3 separate regions of the Mus musculus genome follow, and regions 2 and 3 are each linked to region 1. The links are chromatin contacts, called in public Hi-C and promoter capture Hi-C maps. All regions are on one chromosome and are shown on one strand. Each heading gives the region's core, a stretch centred on a gene start, on an enhancer-like site or on the middle of the called end of the contact. The rest is flanking DNA. Distances are from core to core; before and after follow the strand shown. Region 1 holds the start of Kcp (kielin/chordin-like protein). Region 2 has its middle 15 kb from the start of Gm30896. Region 3 has its middle 11 kb from the start of Fam71f1.

What was found. Promoter capture Hi-C pulls out the DNA fragments that hold promoters and counts their contacts. A called contact is a pair of places that touch in the nucleus more often than the background predicts.
Region 2: a Hi-C map of liver shows a contact between it and region 1, with 2.5 times the contacts expected there. The contact joins the enhancer-like site here to the promoter of Kcp in region 1. A contact is called at or near these places in 13 of 39 promoter capture datasets (the C10 cell line, the HPC-7 cell line, cranial neural crest and 8 more), 4 of 15 datasets of contacts at CTCF or cohesin (CD8 T cells, the G1E-ER4 cell line, the NIH/3T3 cell line and 1 more), 42 of 484 Hi-C or Micro-C datasets (the AML12 cell line, the AtT-20 cell line, B cells and 25 more), 5 of 115 datasets of contacts at active chromatin or transcription factors (CD8 T cells, embryonic stem cells and stem cell-derived neural progenitor cells) and 3 of 9 other capture datasets (adipose tissue, liver and pancreatic islet).
Region 3: a promoter capture Hi-C map of embryonic stem cells shows a contact between it and region 1, with 2.2 times the contacts expected there. The contact joins the enhancer-like site here to the promoter of Kcp in region 1. A contact is called at or near these places in 10 of 39 promoter capture datasets (the HPC-7 cell line, cranial neural crest, embryonic stem cells and 3 more), 6 of 484 Hi-C or Micro-C datasets (the G1E-ER4 cell line, the HL-1 cell line, embryonic retina and 1 more), 3 of 115 datasets of contacts at active chromatin or transcription factors (embryonic stem cells and large pre-B cells) and 2 of 9 other capture datasets (embryonic stem cells and pancreatic islet).

Annotation. Positions count from the first base shown.
Region 1 is chr6:29,506,675-29,509,374 of GRCm38.p6, forward strand. It overlaps Kcp (kielin/chordin-like protein), which reads right to left and starts at 1,278. Exons shown (of 38, transcript NM_001029985.4): 1 at 1,183-1,278. The coding sequence starts at 1,252. Gm26627 (a long non-coding RNA gene) reads left to right here and starts at 498. Exons shown (of 3, transcript XR_868831.3): 1 at 498-1,277; 2 at 1,765-2,213.
Region 2 is chr6:29,659,517-29,662,216 of GRCm38.p6, forward strand. No RefSeq gene overlaps it. Among named protein-coding and RNA genes, the nearest start is that of Gm30896, 15 kb to the right of the region's middle. Within about 2 kb of position 1,340, at least 19 of the 459 cell types and tissues checked have an H3K27ac peak or open chromatin away from gene starts, as enhancers often do. A contact at or near this core is called in liver and pancreatic islet, where this site is marked.
Region 3 is chr6:29,307,220-29,309,919 of GRCm38.p6, forward strand. No RefSeq gene overlaps it. Among named protein-coding and RNA genes, the nearest start is that of Fam71f1, 11 kb to the right of the region's middle. Within about 2 kb of position 1,367, at least 27 of the 459 cell types and tissues checked have an H3K27ac peak or open chromatin away from gene starts, as enhancers often do. A contact at or near this core is called in the HL-1 cell line, embryonic stem cells and trophoblast stem cells, where this site is marked.

The sequences.
Region 1 (2,700 bases), core at 28-2,527:
CTCAATCAGGAAGAGCTGGAGTAACTGAAAGTCTTTCTCCCAGGGACACTAGGCCTGCGAAGCAGGGGGATGTCACCTGCTCCTTTCTTTCTACTGTCACCATAAAGAGGAGGACGTTCCAGCCCAATTTCCGGGGCTCAATAAATGCCACCCCAACTCTGGGGTTCAGTGCTACTCTCCGGTATCCCTTAGTTCCCACCAGTCTCTGGTTTCCCTCAGTTGTCTCATAATCCACGGCCTCCCCCACCCCCACCCCCATCCCACTGTCTTCACAGAAGCTGAAGAGAAAGTCTCCTACTGCAGTCTGTCCTCTCTCCACAGCACAAGGCGCCAAGCAGCAAGTTAAGACTTCATCTGTCACCACAGCACTGCCCAGCTTTCCACCCCACCGCCATACAGCTCTCCCCACCACAGGTCCCAGCCGGTCTACCTTCACACCACCAGCATCCCATGCATTCTGTTCTCACCTTGTCCCCAGAAATTGGCACTGTCTTGACATGGTCTCCCTGCCCAACTTCCATCCACAAGGATGATGCTCGCGGGCGGGGTCTCAGTATCTGAAACCCCAAGCGTGACCTCCTCTAGCGACCCAACCCTTAAAGCCCCAGCACCCAACCAGCTCCTCCCGCTTTGCTTAAGCAGGCACAACGGAGGGGGCCGAGGAGCCATTCAGGGTGTCCTCTTGGATCCCCAGCTGAAGACAGGCTCAGTCCCTTTTCCTGGAAGATCTGCAGAAAGTCCTGGAAGTGGCACGAATCTGGTTGCTCCCCAGAAACTGTCTTCAGGTTTCCCCTTACCCTCCTCCTACTCTGCTTTTGCAGAGACCAACCATAAGTGCAAGCCGGACAGGACTAAGTCATTTCCCACAGAGAGCGCTCCCCTCCCCCTCTCCTCAATACAAATAATTAACTTCAGATACTCAGATGCCAGGACAGCCTCTGCTTCACCGCTACTTAGGACTCCTTGGCAGGGACCACAGAAGGACCCGGCCCAGTTCAGCAATCCCTGTCTGGCCGCCCTGCCCCCACCCTGCTCGCCCACCGACGGGGAGGACGGAGAGAGAGCACCAAGGCCGGCCAGCGACGCGCAACCCAGGCGGGGATGGAGAAGTGGTCTGGCCCGGTCCGACGGTCTGCTGGGCTGAGCCATAAGTTGGGGCACACCCAGGACGCTCCGACTCACCCCGCGCGGCCAGCGCCAGGCTCCCGAGGTGCAGGAGCAGTGGTAGCAACGCCGCCCGAGCCCCCGCCATGCTCGCTCGACCCGCCTCGCTTTAGGTCTGTGCTCAGCCGGCGCTGCGGGAGGCGGGGTGCGGAGACTCAAGCCGCCGCCCACCCAGTCTTTGTTCAGGGAGGGCTCCGCGGTTCTCCGCCCCTTGGTGCCCGCTCCCCTATCGCACCTAGGGCTTCTCACCCCACCCCACCCCAATCCACCCCACCCCACCCCGTTCCCCTGAGGATCCTGACCCATAGCAGTCTTCCAAGCTCTGCAGGAAGTTGGGTGCGGGGTAAGCGACCAGGAGCAACCATGTCCCTGCCCTTTGGGGTTGCTCATCCTCTAGGGGGTCCCAGTGACAGTCCCAGTGACTTTACTTCCACCTCATGGGCTTATGGGAACAGAAGGCTGAGCTGGACTGAAAACCCTCTGCAAGGGGCTGGAGAGATGGTTCAGTGGTTAAGAGCATTTGCTGCTCTTGTAGAGGACTTGAGTTCCGTTCATAGCACCCACGTGGCTGCTCACCATCATCTATAATTTCTATTTCAGGGAATCCAACGCCCACCTCTGACCTCCCCAGCACCAGGCACGTATGTGATGTATGTTAACATAGTTCTCTCTCGTCCTTGCTTGCTTCCTTCCTTCCTTCCTTCCTTTCTCTCTTTCTTTCCTTCTTTCTTTTGTTCTGTTTTATTGGGCTCGTATACCTGTTTCCCTTCCAACCTTTGCTCCACCCTAATCCCGTCTAAGCCCCCCAAACTAAATATATAACCCCTAACTTCCCGCAGGGCCTCTGTTATCCCGTTTATAAGCAGTGGAACCAGCATCCACAGTACAGTGAGCAGCAGACAAAGTCACCTAAATTAAGAATCCAGGGAGCTGAACTGCAAGAAGCCTGCTATGGAAATTGGTGTGGTGGCATACACCCGCAATGCCAGCTTTCCCAGTTGAAGCAAGGAGATGGGAGGATTCAAGGCCACCATAAGCTACAAGAGCAGGTTTGAGACCAGCCTGGGATATGTGAATGAAATCTTAAATGAAACACAAACACACACACACACACACACACACACTGGGAGGGGAGGGGTTGTCAGATGGTAAGAACTCAGAACAAACAACAGTCAGTGTTGATTAAAAGCACCCACTCTTCACTTCCACATCTCTCTCCTGGAGCCCACCGACCACATCTACACCAGATGCAGGCCAAATGCCCAGCCTCCCTTCTCTGGCTGGCTGGGCTCCTTTTCCAAAGTCTGGACTCAGGGCTCAGCAGGAGTAGGAAGCCCTGGGCTTACTTCAGGGGAGGAGCCCAAAGTGAGGAAATAGGAAAATGGTCCAGAGCCTAGGACTGGGAAACAGCTCTGTGCAGCTGGGAAGGCAGGATGGGGCCCCATGTTCACAGCAGAGGGACACGGAGGGTGGGGCTGTAAATCCAGCCAAAGAAGTCCCTGCCTTGGCCTTGAAGACCTGGAATGTGAAGTCACC
Region 2 (2,700 bases), core at 90-2,589, 150 kb after region 1:
AAGACATGGTGGGAGCGGAGGGGACGGGGAAGTGAGCCTGTAAAAGAAGACCAGATGCAACTGTATTAATTCCTGTGTGTCCAATATGGCGCCATTCACAGCTCATGCAGATATAAAGCATGGTAAGAAATGACTGTATCTCATGAAAGAGAGCAAATACACCGAATAGAGCCAAATCAGTGCAGAAGAGAGGGGTTTCAGTGCTGAGCTGAGACACCCCAAACTCCCAGCGGAAGCAGGAGAATAGGGAAGGCTTCAGTGAGAATGTTTTCAGAGGAGACATAATTAGCAGTGTATCTCTGGATGTGTTTGATGCAGAAAATAAGAGGAACTAGAGAATTATAGTCTCTCTTTTTTATACTCTTCTATGTTTAAGACTCTGTGCTTATATAAGACTCTGAAGAGCCTTAGCTTACCCGGGACCCCCTGAGTGAACGATGCAGAGCCAGAATCGATGCAAAAAGCAAGAGGAATTTATTGTTCCAATGCACTGGGGTTAGCCCACACCTGAAGGAGAGGAGGCAAGTTCTGGCAAGTTTTTATATGGTTTCCAGGGATAGAATAAAGCATCAGCAACTAGGCAAAATATGATTGGTGGATCAGTGCTTTAAACTGATTGGTCTTTAGGGAATGAGGTAGTAGGGGCTTACTCAACATCTCCCTTCTGGCCTATGTGCTCTCTGACCTGTCTCTTCCAGGAAGGTGTGTGTGAGTGTGTGTGTGTGTGTGTGTGTGTGTGTGTGTGTGTGTGTGTATGTCCGATGGAATTTTCTAATGGCTGAGCTGACCTCTTCAATAACATGACATAGTGGCACATGCCTTTAGTCCCAGCACTTGGGAAGCAGAGGCAGGCAGATCTTTGTGAGTTCAAGGCCAGCCTGGTCTACATAGTGAGTTTAGGACAGCCAAAGGTACATACACCCTGTCTCAAAGAAAGAAAGAAAGAAAGAAAGAAAGAAAGAAAGAAAGAAAGAAAGAAAGAAAGAAAGGAAGGAAGGAAGGAAGGAAAGGAAGGAAGAAAGAAAGGAGTCTGTGCTGATAGATACCAGACTAGAGGGACAAAGTTGATTGTATCCTGTCCAAGTGGGTCACCAGCAGCTCAGTCCCATTACAGGGAGGCAACTGGAGGCAGGTTAAAAGTTGTACCAACCCCCACCCCTATTTTTCTCATTCATCTGCTCGCTGCATTCTATCCATTGGACTGGTTTCTCTCTGCCCTGCGGCGGCATCTTTTAGGCCAGGATCGAGGTTCTCCCAGTTTTTGGCCTTGGGCTAACTGCCTCGTTAGAGCTTTTAAACTGCTGCTGCTCCTGTAAAGGCCTTTGAGGCACATTAACTTCGTAGTCAGTTACTCAGTAACTCGCTGCAGTTCCCAGCCATGCGGAAAGGAAAGGAAAGGCCTTACAGACACTCTGCATTCGCTTCGCTTCACTAACAGCGCTGGAAGAAAGCCTCTTTCTAAAGGTGAATTCCAGTAGGAACAGCCAACCTGAAGCAACAATCTGAACCTACAGGGAAGCTCTGTTCCCCCTCCCTCTCCCCTCCCCTCCCCTTCCCTTCACCCTCCCCTTTCTCCAGCCCCAGGCCCAAGTTCACAAAATCCCATCCCCACCTCCCATCCCCTGGCCCAGCACTGCACCAAAGACTCTGCAATTTCAAGTTTACTCTTTTTTTTTATATATTTATTTATTTATTTATTTATTATTTATATGAGTACACTGCAGCTGTCTTCTGATATACACCAGAATAGTGTGTTGGATCCCATGACAGATGGTTGTGAGCCACCCTGTGGTGGCTGGGATTTGAACTCAGGACCTCTGGAAGAGCAGTCAGTGCTCTTTTTTTTTTTTTTAAAGATTTATTTATTTATTATATGTAAGTACATTGTAGCTGTCTTCAGACATTCCAGAAGAGGGAGTCAAATCTCGTTACGGATGGTTGTGAGCCACCATGTGGTTGCTGGGATTTGAACTTTGGACCTTTGGAAGAGCAGTCGGGTGCTCTTACCCACTGAGCCATCTCACCAGCCCCGCAGTCAGTGCTCTTAACCACTGAGCTATCTCTCCAGCCCTCAAGTTTTCTCTTAATGTACTTTCCCCCCTCTAAATGCTTTACTTTAGGGACAAGGAAAATCAGAAGAATTTCTGTTTTCCAGCCCCACAAGGAAACTCTGAACTGGCTTGTGCCCCTCCTGTAACCAGAATGAATCCCTCTGCTGGATGGGGCTGTGGGGGATTATTTTAAAAAGGACCCCGGTAAACATCCTTTTGCCCAGCAAGGCAAGAGTGAGCCTTCTTTCCATGGAACTTCATTATCTAGCTCCAAAAGTGACCTGTATGCAAATTTCCAGGAAGGCAAAGCTTACTGATTTCATAGCAGACTTAGCTGAGAAGGTGGCCCCAGGAAAGTAATAGCACCATGCACGTGCCCAGCAGGTAGCTCTCAACCCTAGCTTGGCATGAGAATTGTTATCACAAACATTTTTGTCTGTGACAGTGGGCTCAAACCCAGGGTTTCATGCATGCTCGGCAAGTGCGGGATACACTAAACCTTTGTACCTTAGAATTATTAGAAGACTGATTTTGTTTCCTTTTATATTTTGAGTCAGGGTCTCCTGTAGCTCAGTCTGTCCTCCAACTCCCTATGTAGCCCAGGGTGTGTGCCCTTGAACTTCTGATCTTCTTTCTTTTATGGCCTAAG
Region 3 (2,700 bases), core at 117-2,616, 200 kb before region 1:
ATGGTGGAGAATCAATTCCCAAAGGCTACCTACTGACTTCCATACATTGTGGCATATGCACACACACATGCACAAAGATAAACAAATGTTCAAAAAGGATGTGTTGTATCCCACAAAGAGTGAGTTTCACTGTATATAAAGGGAAGAAAAAAAAAAGTCTGTCTTACCTGGATTGTGAGGTAAGCCAGGGTGTGACTTTTGACAAATGAATGACATCAAGGAAAGTGGAGAAGAAGAAAGCCAACCCGAGTGACTTTGGGAAACAGTGTACTGACTGGGTAGCTACCAAAAGAAGTATCTGGAAACTTTGTGCTTTAGTTGATAATTTGTTTCTTATGGGGTATGAGTAAGCAATTCTGGGACTCCTTTATATCAGAGTTCAACAATGTTCATAGATTGCGGAGAACTCCCATGTTGGAGAAAGAAGGGACATCTCTCTACACAGAATCAGCTGTCTTGATTTCTGTCTTCTTTCGCTTCATGTGTTGCTCAAATCAACAACCATGTTCCTGTTTGTTTCCGAATGGGATTCACTGTGGATGAAACAGTCTATTAGCTCATCTGTCCAAAGACATCTGGGCTGTTTCCAGTTTGGGTGATAAGTTGCTATGAACACTTCCATTCATAAATATTCATAGCAGTTTGTAACATTTTAAAGTCTACGTTTAATGATGGTTCTTAAACACTTTAACCTCCCTTATAGCCCAGCACCCACCAGAGGTAGTGGAAAACAAAAGGATATGGGGAAAGCGGTCCTGTTTAGAAAGGTTCTTTGGAGCAACTCCTGTCTGTGTTGTCAGGAAATGAGTAGTTTAGTTCACAGGTTAGCAGTGGCAGTTCGATTCACTCGTAAACATTTCATGGATTCACCAGCAGTTCAGTTTGGTAAAGTTGGGATAGCAAACACAAATTGCAGTGGTGACACTACACAGCAGAGATGGCCAGGCCTCAGCCTCCTTACTGCCACACCCACTCCAGTAGTGACTCTCATGACAGGCCCAAAAGCCTGGACGTAGTCCTGAGGTGAAAATTTCATGGAAACTTAGTCTCCTGGAACCGTGGCATCCTGTAAAATGAACGCTCCAAATCTGTCCTTGCCTTAGTCGGTGAACGGATCTGTGTGCTTTCCCTCAGTATTGTTTTATTATAAGTGACTTTAAGGATTGATTTTGACATATAGCTAAGTTAGATTAGCCTCCACCAGTGTTCCAATGTCCTAGGTAGTCCTTGAGCCAACCCTGGGCTTGGAATTCAGTAAGAATGTTACCTATTCAGTAACATTCAGAATTGCTTCTAGTACTGTAAGGGAGACAGTGAAAGAAATCAGGCATTACGATTCACTAGAATAGAGCTAATAATCTCAGGACTAGTCTACATAATACTTAGAACAATAGATAGCTGAGTCACTCCCATACACAGGAATTTACAATGGCCTAGGAAGAAGGTGGGTTGTGGTTTTAGGAGGAACTGAAGTATTATTCATGAAAGGGTCAGTAGAACGGAATTCCCCTGGTGCATGTTTTTCACTAGGCCCAGAGGAATATCGTATACTAAGGGACCCCTAGTGATGGGTTTAACAGTAGACTAGCATTGCATCAGACGAATCACCTGGCTCCTGTGTTTAGCTGATTTTTTTTTTTCCTCGAGACAGGGTTTCTCTGTGTAGTCCTGGCTGTCCTGGAACTCACTCTGTAGACCAGGCTGGCCTCAAACTCAGAAATCCGCCTGCCTCTGCCTCCCAAGTGCTGGGATTAAAGGCGTGTTTAGCTGATCTTAAGGGCTGTTCCTATCTCAGTTGTAAACACTGCCTGGCTCCCCCCTCCCCCAGCTTTTTATGTATGCATTTTCTTTGTTTTGTGTAAAGTACCATAATGCATCTCAATGTACCTAGGCAGATGTATTCACCTACCTTTCTGGTTTTTCTTCTGTATTATAAGACTGATGCTCACTTTGAAATTACATTCAGATACAGCACACTCCCTTGTGTCCGTATTTGTTTGTCACTTTTTGCTGACTCCTGCCCACCTGTACCACTCCCTCGAATTGAGGGGGGGGCCCGACTGAGGGCAGTTCGCGGCATGTACTAGTCAGCCGGAGGGACCAAGGTCAACGGGAACTCCAGGAGAAGTTCTCTGCTGTGCCTCAGCCGTTAGTTCTATAAGCAAGCTTAGCTCAGCCTCCGTCACTGTCGACTGAGTCTTTTTTATATTCCCTTCAAACATCACGTGTCCTCCACTTGTCTTACCTCAGCACGTGTCTTGTCTCAGCTGACAGCACTCTGCCAATCAGCCTAAGTTCACAGAAGCAGCAAGAAATTGTAGCACACTACCAGAAACTTTTTGGTGTGTTTCTTTTTATGGAATCCCGAAAAATGCAGCTCAACTACGCAATGTAAGGCGAACCAATAATACATGTGTGTCGTTAGTGAAGGATCCTTTATCTCGTGTCCTTTCCCATGCTTGCTTTAGCAGAACATCCTCTCTCCTGTGTCTGCTTCAGCCAAATGTTCTTTTATGAGTCTGTCAGAGCCTTTCACCTGTGTCCACTTCAGCTAAATGTTCCTTCACATGTTTGCCCCAGCAAAACACCATCCAGCTGACTTTCCAAGAACCCTTACGTTTCCACTTCAGAAGCTGTTTTTTTCACATTCCCACTCTCACCCTGCCCCAGATGCCACCAGCTTGGAGCCATGTTTTGATT